Regions from separate parts of the Danio rerio genome. Here region 1 is linked to region 2. Evidence: chromatin contacts called from public HiChIP or PLAC-seq data. All regions are on one chromosome and are shown on one strand. Each heading gives the region's core, a stretch centred on a gene start, on an enhancer-like site or on the middle of the called end of the contact. The rest is flanking DNA. Distances are from core to core; before and after follow the strand shown.

What was found. HiChIP or PLAC-seq counts read pairs in DNA pulled down with a chosen protein or histone mark.
Region 1: an H3K4me3 HiChIP or PLAC-seq map of gastrula embryo shows a contact between it and region 2, with 2.2 times the contacts expected there. The contact joins the promoter of ext2 here to the promoter of phf23b in region 2. A contact is called at or near these places in 1 of 18 Hi-C or Micro-C datasets (an unstated tissue) and 2 of 4 datasets of contacts at active chromatin or transcription factors (embryo and gastrula embryo).

The regions. Positions count from the first base shown.
Region 1 is chr7:26,847,333-26,851,485 of GRCz12tu, forward strand. It overlaps ext2 (exostosin glycosyltransferase 2), which reads left to right and starts at 2,790. Exons shown (of 15, transcript NM_001008400.2): 1 at 2,790-2,941. It overlaps si:ch211-107p11.3, which reads right to left and starts at 2,580. Exons shown (of 5, transcript NM_001386565.1): 1 at 2,105-2,580; 2 at 1,964-2,034; 3 at 480-665; 4 at 339-397; 5 at 1-225. The coding sequence starts at 2,265. The coding sequence ends at 61.
Region 2 is chr7:26,647,711-26,651,411 of GRCz12tu, forward strand. phf23b (PHD finger protein 23b) reads right to left here and starts at 2,298. Exons shown (of 6, transcript NM_199844.1): 1 at 2,091-2,298; 2 at 1,812-2,017; 3 at 649-680; 4 at 473-565. The coding sequence starts at 1,839.

The sequences.
Region 1 (4,153 bases), core at 1,540-4,039, 200 kb after region 2:
ATTTATTCAAACATCAAAAAAGTTTAAAGGGTACACATCATTCCTTCTGATGATTCATATTCAAAAGTCCACAGTTACGCTTACATCCAACTTTCTGTCCAACAACTGTATTTCCTTCTCCACCTTTTGCATTTTCAAGGCTCTGTATGCCATTTCCTGCTTTCTGTTGTTGATCTCTGTTTGGAGATACTTCTTGTATAAAGTCTTTACATCTTCCACAGGTTCCTTTAAAAAGACAGCATTAGTTATTTATCATGTATTGTGTGTTAAATATTATATTATTTATTTACTAATCAGCAATATTCAATGATTTTAAAATTAAACAGCAGCAAACTCACAGAGTCCTGCTCTTCATCTGATAACGGTGGTTGAATCAGGGTAATTCCATGCTCAATCACTGAAATGAGGTTGTGTCAATGATGTATATTTACAGCAGGGTCAATTAATGAAGACAACTGAAGGTTGTGGTGCACATATACCTTTGACATAACTGCTGCAGCCAGGCATATCAGGCATATCTCCTGGATCAGAGCTGCAGCCACCAACTATGCTCTCTATGATAGGACCGTCTACATTGTTCTCTATTGGTGGCTCCTCTTCATCTATGTACTCCTCTTTTGTTTGGACCAATCCCATCTTCTTCAATGCAGCCTTTCTCTTGTTTGCTAAATTATACGTATTCATGGAGTTAATAATAAAAACAAACATTTAAAGCTCTTAATTTTTATTAAATTAAAAGAGGCCCACTAGAGGGTGCTAAAGGTCTACAAAAGATTGCACAGAAAAACAAGGAAAAGGTTGATGATAATAATTTTAAAGTAACTGCCATCTCTACCAAATGGTTGACTAAGTTTTGACTCTTTTAAATAATGAGTGTCATTTAAAGAATGACTGTCCTAAATAATGGCTTGCACTTTACAGCATTGTAGGTTTATAAAAAAAATCAAACAAACATAATCCTGTTGCACTACACATTGGTTTTATTGTACAAAAAAAAAAGAAAGAAAAACAATAGTTATCAGTGTTATTATTACGGTTGCCCTTTTTTCTTTTTACTGTTAACATTACTATCATTACATTACTTTCTTGTCTCTCACCACTGATTGGTCTCTTTCTATCTATGTTTTATTTCTAAGTTATTTGCTTCATTTATTGACTGTTATGCATGCTGTTTTATGATATGTATCTTTTATTTTCTCTTTCTCTTATGTGTGTACTCTGACATGTTCACCTGTTTACCTTTACATGCACTCACGCACACATACTGTACATGCAAACATGTGCACCTGAGAGTATTGATGTTGTTTTTTTTGTTTTTTCATCTTTTTTTTGTTGTTGTTTTGTTCTCTTTGTATGTGCTCCTAATGTATGTACCTCTTGCATACCCCTATGAGAATCTGAAATATTTAAAGGCATACTAAAAAAGAAATTATGATTTAGTATTCAATTTGTTTTATTTTGATTATATTTTTAAATAAAATGGTCTTACACTTCAAATTTTCAGATTTCTCACACTATATGTATTAATTCCTGGTACTTTTACCATAAACTGACATTTTAGATAGAGGCTGGTATTTTTAGAAATTATGGGATGTGTTGGGATGTTATTTTCTTCCTGGTGGGGCAGTTAAGGAATAATGAACATTTGTTTTTAATCCACATGCCATACGAGATGTACGTTGTGATATGCTGAGAATCTAGGTATTAACCAGTGCAATTATAATAATAAGTAGCACATTTAATGTACACGAGGAACTGGTCTGTAAAATAAAGTACTGCCAATAATGAAGTACATAATATATCTTACTGAGAAAAAGAAACAGAATATGCAATTCCTGATTAACAATTAACATTTTTACAATATAATTTTAAAATTTCCCCTCATTATAATGTTTATGGAACTTAAACCACAACAAGGTAGATTAATCTTAACAATTTTAAACCTCTCAAAAAAGTGACTAACCACTTTGAACGACGTTCTTGTATTTCGTCTTCACCTGCTGCCACGTTCGTCTTGGTCCCAAAGGATTGGATCTGCCATTAAAATGTAGGATTGAAGAACAGCGGAGCGGAATTGTTGTAATTAAAAATTAATTGTACTTACGCATTTAGTTTGCTGGCTATTTTTCGCCACGCATCCTGACGGAGTCTTGCAGCCGCTATAGTATTCCCTTTGGTTTTTATTAAATGTCTAACTTCGTCATATCCTTCCATTAAAAGTTGCAATTCAGCAGCACTGAAATAAGCAGCACGCTGCTTAGCCATGTTCATCTTGACTTTTTGTTAGAATAAACAACAGTCTGTTTGTAAATAGTCTGAAACCTAAATCCGAGATGTGGACCGAAACCCCATTTCAGGTACGGACTCGAGCTAGCTCAACCCGGGCTATGCGAACTAATTCGGGCTTTGTTAAACCACGGTCGAAGAACGGGACCCAGATGCCTGTTTCTTGCTTAAAAACATTAGGCTTATAGAAAAGGTTGCTCTAATATTCGAAATAATGTACAATAGTAGACTTTTAAGTTATTTACGCCGTATGAAAAAATGGTGGCTGAATCGGTGAGATGATAGCTGTTGTTTGTGGTTGTGTGTAAAATAACCGAACGAGCTAGCTATCTAGACAGCGAAGCAAAGTATTGTCGTACCAAACATGCTGTCTATATAGGTGGCTCTGTAGGTTTTAAGACACAGTCATTGATTACATTCGTTCTTCCTCTACAGCAGATGGCGCGACGCAACCCAAGTGACAAGAAATCCGTGCGTTAATATACACGAAGGACAGACAAATCTCTTCTTTCCTGTCAGCTGTCCTTTTAGTGTAAGGAATGTGTTGTGGGATGATAAATAACATTCAACTTAAATATTCACCATACTGGAACGACAAATGAAATAATGTTTGCGGCGTGCTGAAGTTTGAGGCCGTAAGCTGGACATCGTGAAGGTTAGTTCATGTTTTTATGAGGGCTAACGTAGCCTGTCTGCTATCGTTAGCGAGTGTGTTTTGGAATTGTATTCAACTCAGGAAAGGACTTATTTTGTTTAGGATGGTCAAATACGGCCTGGTTTTATTACTAAAGATGAACCATATAGAGATAAGTGGATTTTGGCATAAGTAAATAGCAAAAAATTGCATTAATGAATTATTCGTAACTGTTAGGTTGACCATTAACTTACTATAGAATATTTGCAACGTTAACACATAATAACATTGATTGATTGATTTAAAGTTAGTTGATAACTTTGATTGACAATTCGTTTTTGAACGAACAGTCATGTAATTTCATTGTGAATAGTTTCTGCAGTTATCTAAAGAACAATTAACGTTAACGTTAGAATAGTCCGTCATGTAATCAGTCTAGAAATTCTGATGAAATCCCACATGAATAAATCCTATAGTAATTCATAGTAAATAAATACAAAAGTGCTTTTGAAGCATACTATAGAATCGTGTATTATACTGTATGTATTTTAGTTTTTAAAACACGTTGTTAAAGAATGCTACTGCATACTGCAGTATTAACTACTCAACTGATAAACTAGAAATACTGTAGTATACTTAAATTTTTAATACAGCAAACTGTGGTATATTGTAGTAGAGTATATAGTTGTAGAAAAAGTTAGTTGATAAGTTTAGAATTCTATAATTGTATTTTCACAGAAAACGGAGAATTACTAGAGCAGATTAATTCAAGTACTTTCAGGTAGGAATAACTTGAAAATACACAATGAATTACTATTGTATTCTTTTAATTTGGGATCAATTAGGGCTGCACAATATATCGGTTCCGCATTGATATTGCAATTGTAATTATTCGCTTTAATGAGATCGCAGGATATGTGATGTTAAGTTTGTATAATAATTTATCATTTGCTTGTGTTTTTGATTACCGTGATTGTATTATGATTTTTAAAAGCATTAAGGTATAAGAACTTGTACCATTTGTGACCTTAACTATGATTAATTTTATTGAATTATTTTTAATTTTATCTTTCAGTCACTGTACTTGAATACTGTCAGACTCGTAAAGTGATAAAACACTTTATTTCAACTGTATCTTTTTCTTGAGTGTGTTTATAGATTGTTATGCATAAATTCTCACTATAGAAATGCTCTGCAAATAGCACAGGTCACAATGAAAATTTGTTGGAAGAC
Region 2 (3,701 bases), core at 1,048-3,547:
GTTGCACTGTGGTCCTGCAAGACACTACATTTTATTTCTCTGTATGTCCACACCTGAAGTGAAATGACAGTTAAGCTTAAATTGATTTGCATAAGAAATGTAAGAGCAATGTAAAGTTACCAAAAAAACTGTGCAGGTCTAGTGTTTATCTGTGAGCACAAGTAAATGACACAGAAAAAACTTTTTTTTTTTTAAAAACACAAAAAAATGTGTTTATTGTTGATTTATTAATTTTGTAGGAGAGTTCAGCAGGATTTTTAATTACAGATTTACATGTACTCAGCAATTAGCCAATTTCCAGCTTAAGTTATTGTTATCAGAAAAATATAGTACCATTTGGGCTCTACTTAGACATTAATACAAGCTCCATGCCCTGAAATAGGTGCCAAAAGATGCAGTCTCAGGTAAAATAAACATTGCAAGCAGTTAAAAAAAAAAATAATAATCACACCTAAACTTGCTCCATTCTTACCTCCTTTTGAGATGGGATGTAATTGGCATAGGCAAGAACAAAACTGCAAAACTTGTTGAAGTCCTCCACTGTCCTCTTTCTTCTCTCTGATGGCTGGACATGAACATCACATATTAGTATTTTGGACAAGCACTGCCATCTGTAGGAGGAACATCTAATTTCCTTGTTTGACTTACCAGAGTCTCTGCTTTGCACTTCAGTAATGAATCTATGCAATGAAAAAGATAAGCAAAGAATACAGTTAATTCGTTGCTAAACAACTACTTTAACCAAAAACACACCTGGAGACAGTTCGTGCAGCTTTTGTTGTACAAACCTAGTAAATGCGAGTTTCGGCGGCAAGCTAATTCGCTAACGTAACTTTGCTGTTCCTCGCGACACCCTGTTGATTGAGGCGTAAAATTCTAGTGCGCAGGACACCATTTTACATCCCAACAACCACACGGTTTGAGAGACTTTAGTTGTGGGGAAAACTAAACAAATTTAGAAGCAAAAACACTAAGCTAAAGCTGTGGTGAATGCGAGAGGACGCAGCAGCATGTGACTTAAGCCCTATTCACGGCGTCGAAGCACCACAAGACAACTTGGCTGGATTAGGAAGTCTTCTAAAGCAGATATAGCCGATTTAATATTTTAAAAACGACTAAATCAATGCAATTAACATTAGCGACACCGACGACAAGACATTAACCGCGGCAAAACAAAAGAGTTACAGTCAGGCGGCGAAATGCTACTATGCTAAGCAGCGACCTGTATTTGAAGACAGCATTATGTCTTTAATGGCATTGTAAATGTCATTGGAACATTCTAATCGTGTATTAATACGACTATGAAACTGGCACTCGATTAAAACGATCATTAGTGCAACTAACTGAAAATAGAGCTGGTTTACTTAGCAAAGAGAAAATGCGCAACGCTGCGTAACTGCGGTTTTGTAAACGTGCCCATTAAATCATTTGAACAGAAAGCAGAGGTTGGATATCAGGGGGGATTTTCTTTATCATTTATGAGTTACAGCTTAACGAAAGGTTAAAAACAACTTGGGTAATTTATCTCCATTGGACAAGATAGCAACTCGGCTAATCCTTTTACGAAGCAGCTCGTCAGTGCAGAAAAACCTTCATCACCACTAACAAACATCACAAAGCGATTGAAATTGAATTGGGTTTATCAGAAAAATCAGCCTGCTAAAGTAAGAAGTATGCAAAGTTACTGCAGCGTAAAGCTTCTAACGTTAAGTTAACAGGCTAGCTGACTCTGCTAAAACTGGACGTGATGGGTGTTGCCTACCTTAACAGTGTTAAAGTTTGAATATTTAAAAATCTATGAGTTGCCTTACCTTGGTGCTCGGACATTATTTCAAGCATTGTCGCCTTAAACTCGATCCTCTTCAGTTGGATGACACCGAGCAGCGTCAATCTCTTCGCCCGGCTTGGGCGCAGCAAGCCCCGGCTGTCCAGCTACAGTCTATTAGCTGGGCATCGGAGTCACTTAAACGACGATTTTACAAACAGATCCGATGGAATATCGCTGTATCTCGAGTCCCTGGAAAGATCAATTAACTTAATTTTGGCCAGCAAGCAGTGTTGCAAAATAATCCAGCTGGCAGTTCAATTACCTAACGGACCACCAAGCAAAAAAGAACCAACGATAAAACCAGGGATCCAACATGATTTTGCAGCGAATGATGGTAATGTAGACTCTATGTTGGCGTTGTTATCCTTTTTCGACGAAAGTGGTGAAAACACCAAAGTAATTACGTCTGCGTGTCGCCTCCGGCGCGCCTCACTAAAGTCGACGATGTCAACTGACTCCAGAAACCCCTTGCGGTGAAATTGCCGCTGCGATGTAAAAATTTGCTTTCCAATAGTCAATGGGACATGTAGTTCAAACAATGACTTTAACTGCTGAATACATCGACAAGCAAACTTCAATAACCATGATTCATTGCGCCAGTCGTAGGTCTGTTGTGCTCACGGGAAGTTGAGTTTATCTGTTCCTACTCGTAAGGTTTTTATTTTCTCCTTGCGTACCCCATATGTTTAAATTAATTTAAATCCATTTATAAATACCAAAATCATTATATGCATATCCTCGAACATTTTAGTCAGTGGACCGGGCTACCCCAGACTGGTCATTTCGGTTGCCAATGACGTTTAACGTGTTTTATCATTAAACCCAAGTCAAATAGAATAAAAAAAGACGAGTAGCGGTACTACCTGATAATACTCGAAAGTGGGCGCTAGAAGGCTCACAAAATCCACCATATTTAGAATATAAGTAGTTAAAATGTAAAGAATATAATATATTAGACAAACCGAACACATAAATATCTTATTATTAATTTAATCTAATGAAAATGTCTGGCACTGTGCCAAAACTAGACTTAAACAAAAGCTTTTTGAGTCGTCAGCCTCAAATGAAAAACACAACTTGTTTAGATTCGTGGCTTTGATTTTTCTGAAAATAGTATTTTGATTATTTTTCAAACGCAAAAAAAATATATAAATCCAAATACATTACTGAACTAAAACATAGGCTTCATTTCCTATTTTTGGACTAATAAATAGTTATACAGTTACATTAGTACTGCGTGATATTTAAAAATCTTAAATATTTTTTTATTCTGCGATAATCATTGCGATATGAATACAATTTCACGAAGTTGAGTGGAGTAACTATTTGAAAAGATTTTATCATTTTAGATTGATTAGGATGATGTAGGGGAGTGCATTAAATATAATATATAATAAACAATCCACAAGCATAAATTCAATAAAGAAAAATATAAAAATTAAACATATCTTATTTATTTATTTTATTAACCATTTTATTGTTTTCTGAGAAGTCGAACTGTATTCAGGTATACAGTAATTGAATTATCAAATGTAAAAAAAATACTACATAGTCTTCTTTTTTATATACTCAACATAGCATATAATTGAAATGTAGCTATTGGGAATTATTCTATTGCGATATGGATGCTCAGGCCCGTAGCCAGAGGTGGCTGATAAAGTCCAGAATTTGGCCCCTTCCTGAGCTCAAATGTCTCATTTTTGACTACTTTGCCATTAAAAATTGTGAAAATAACCAATAGAAAAAGGCTTTAAAACAAATTTAATGTTTAATTATTCAAAGTTTCTTAATTGTTTTTTTCTTTTGATTGATGATAAATTGATTATAATAAATGTTCATATTTCTTCATAAAAAATTGTATGCTAATCTCAAC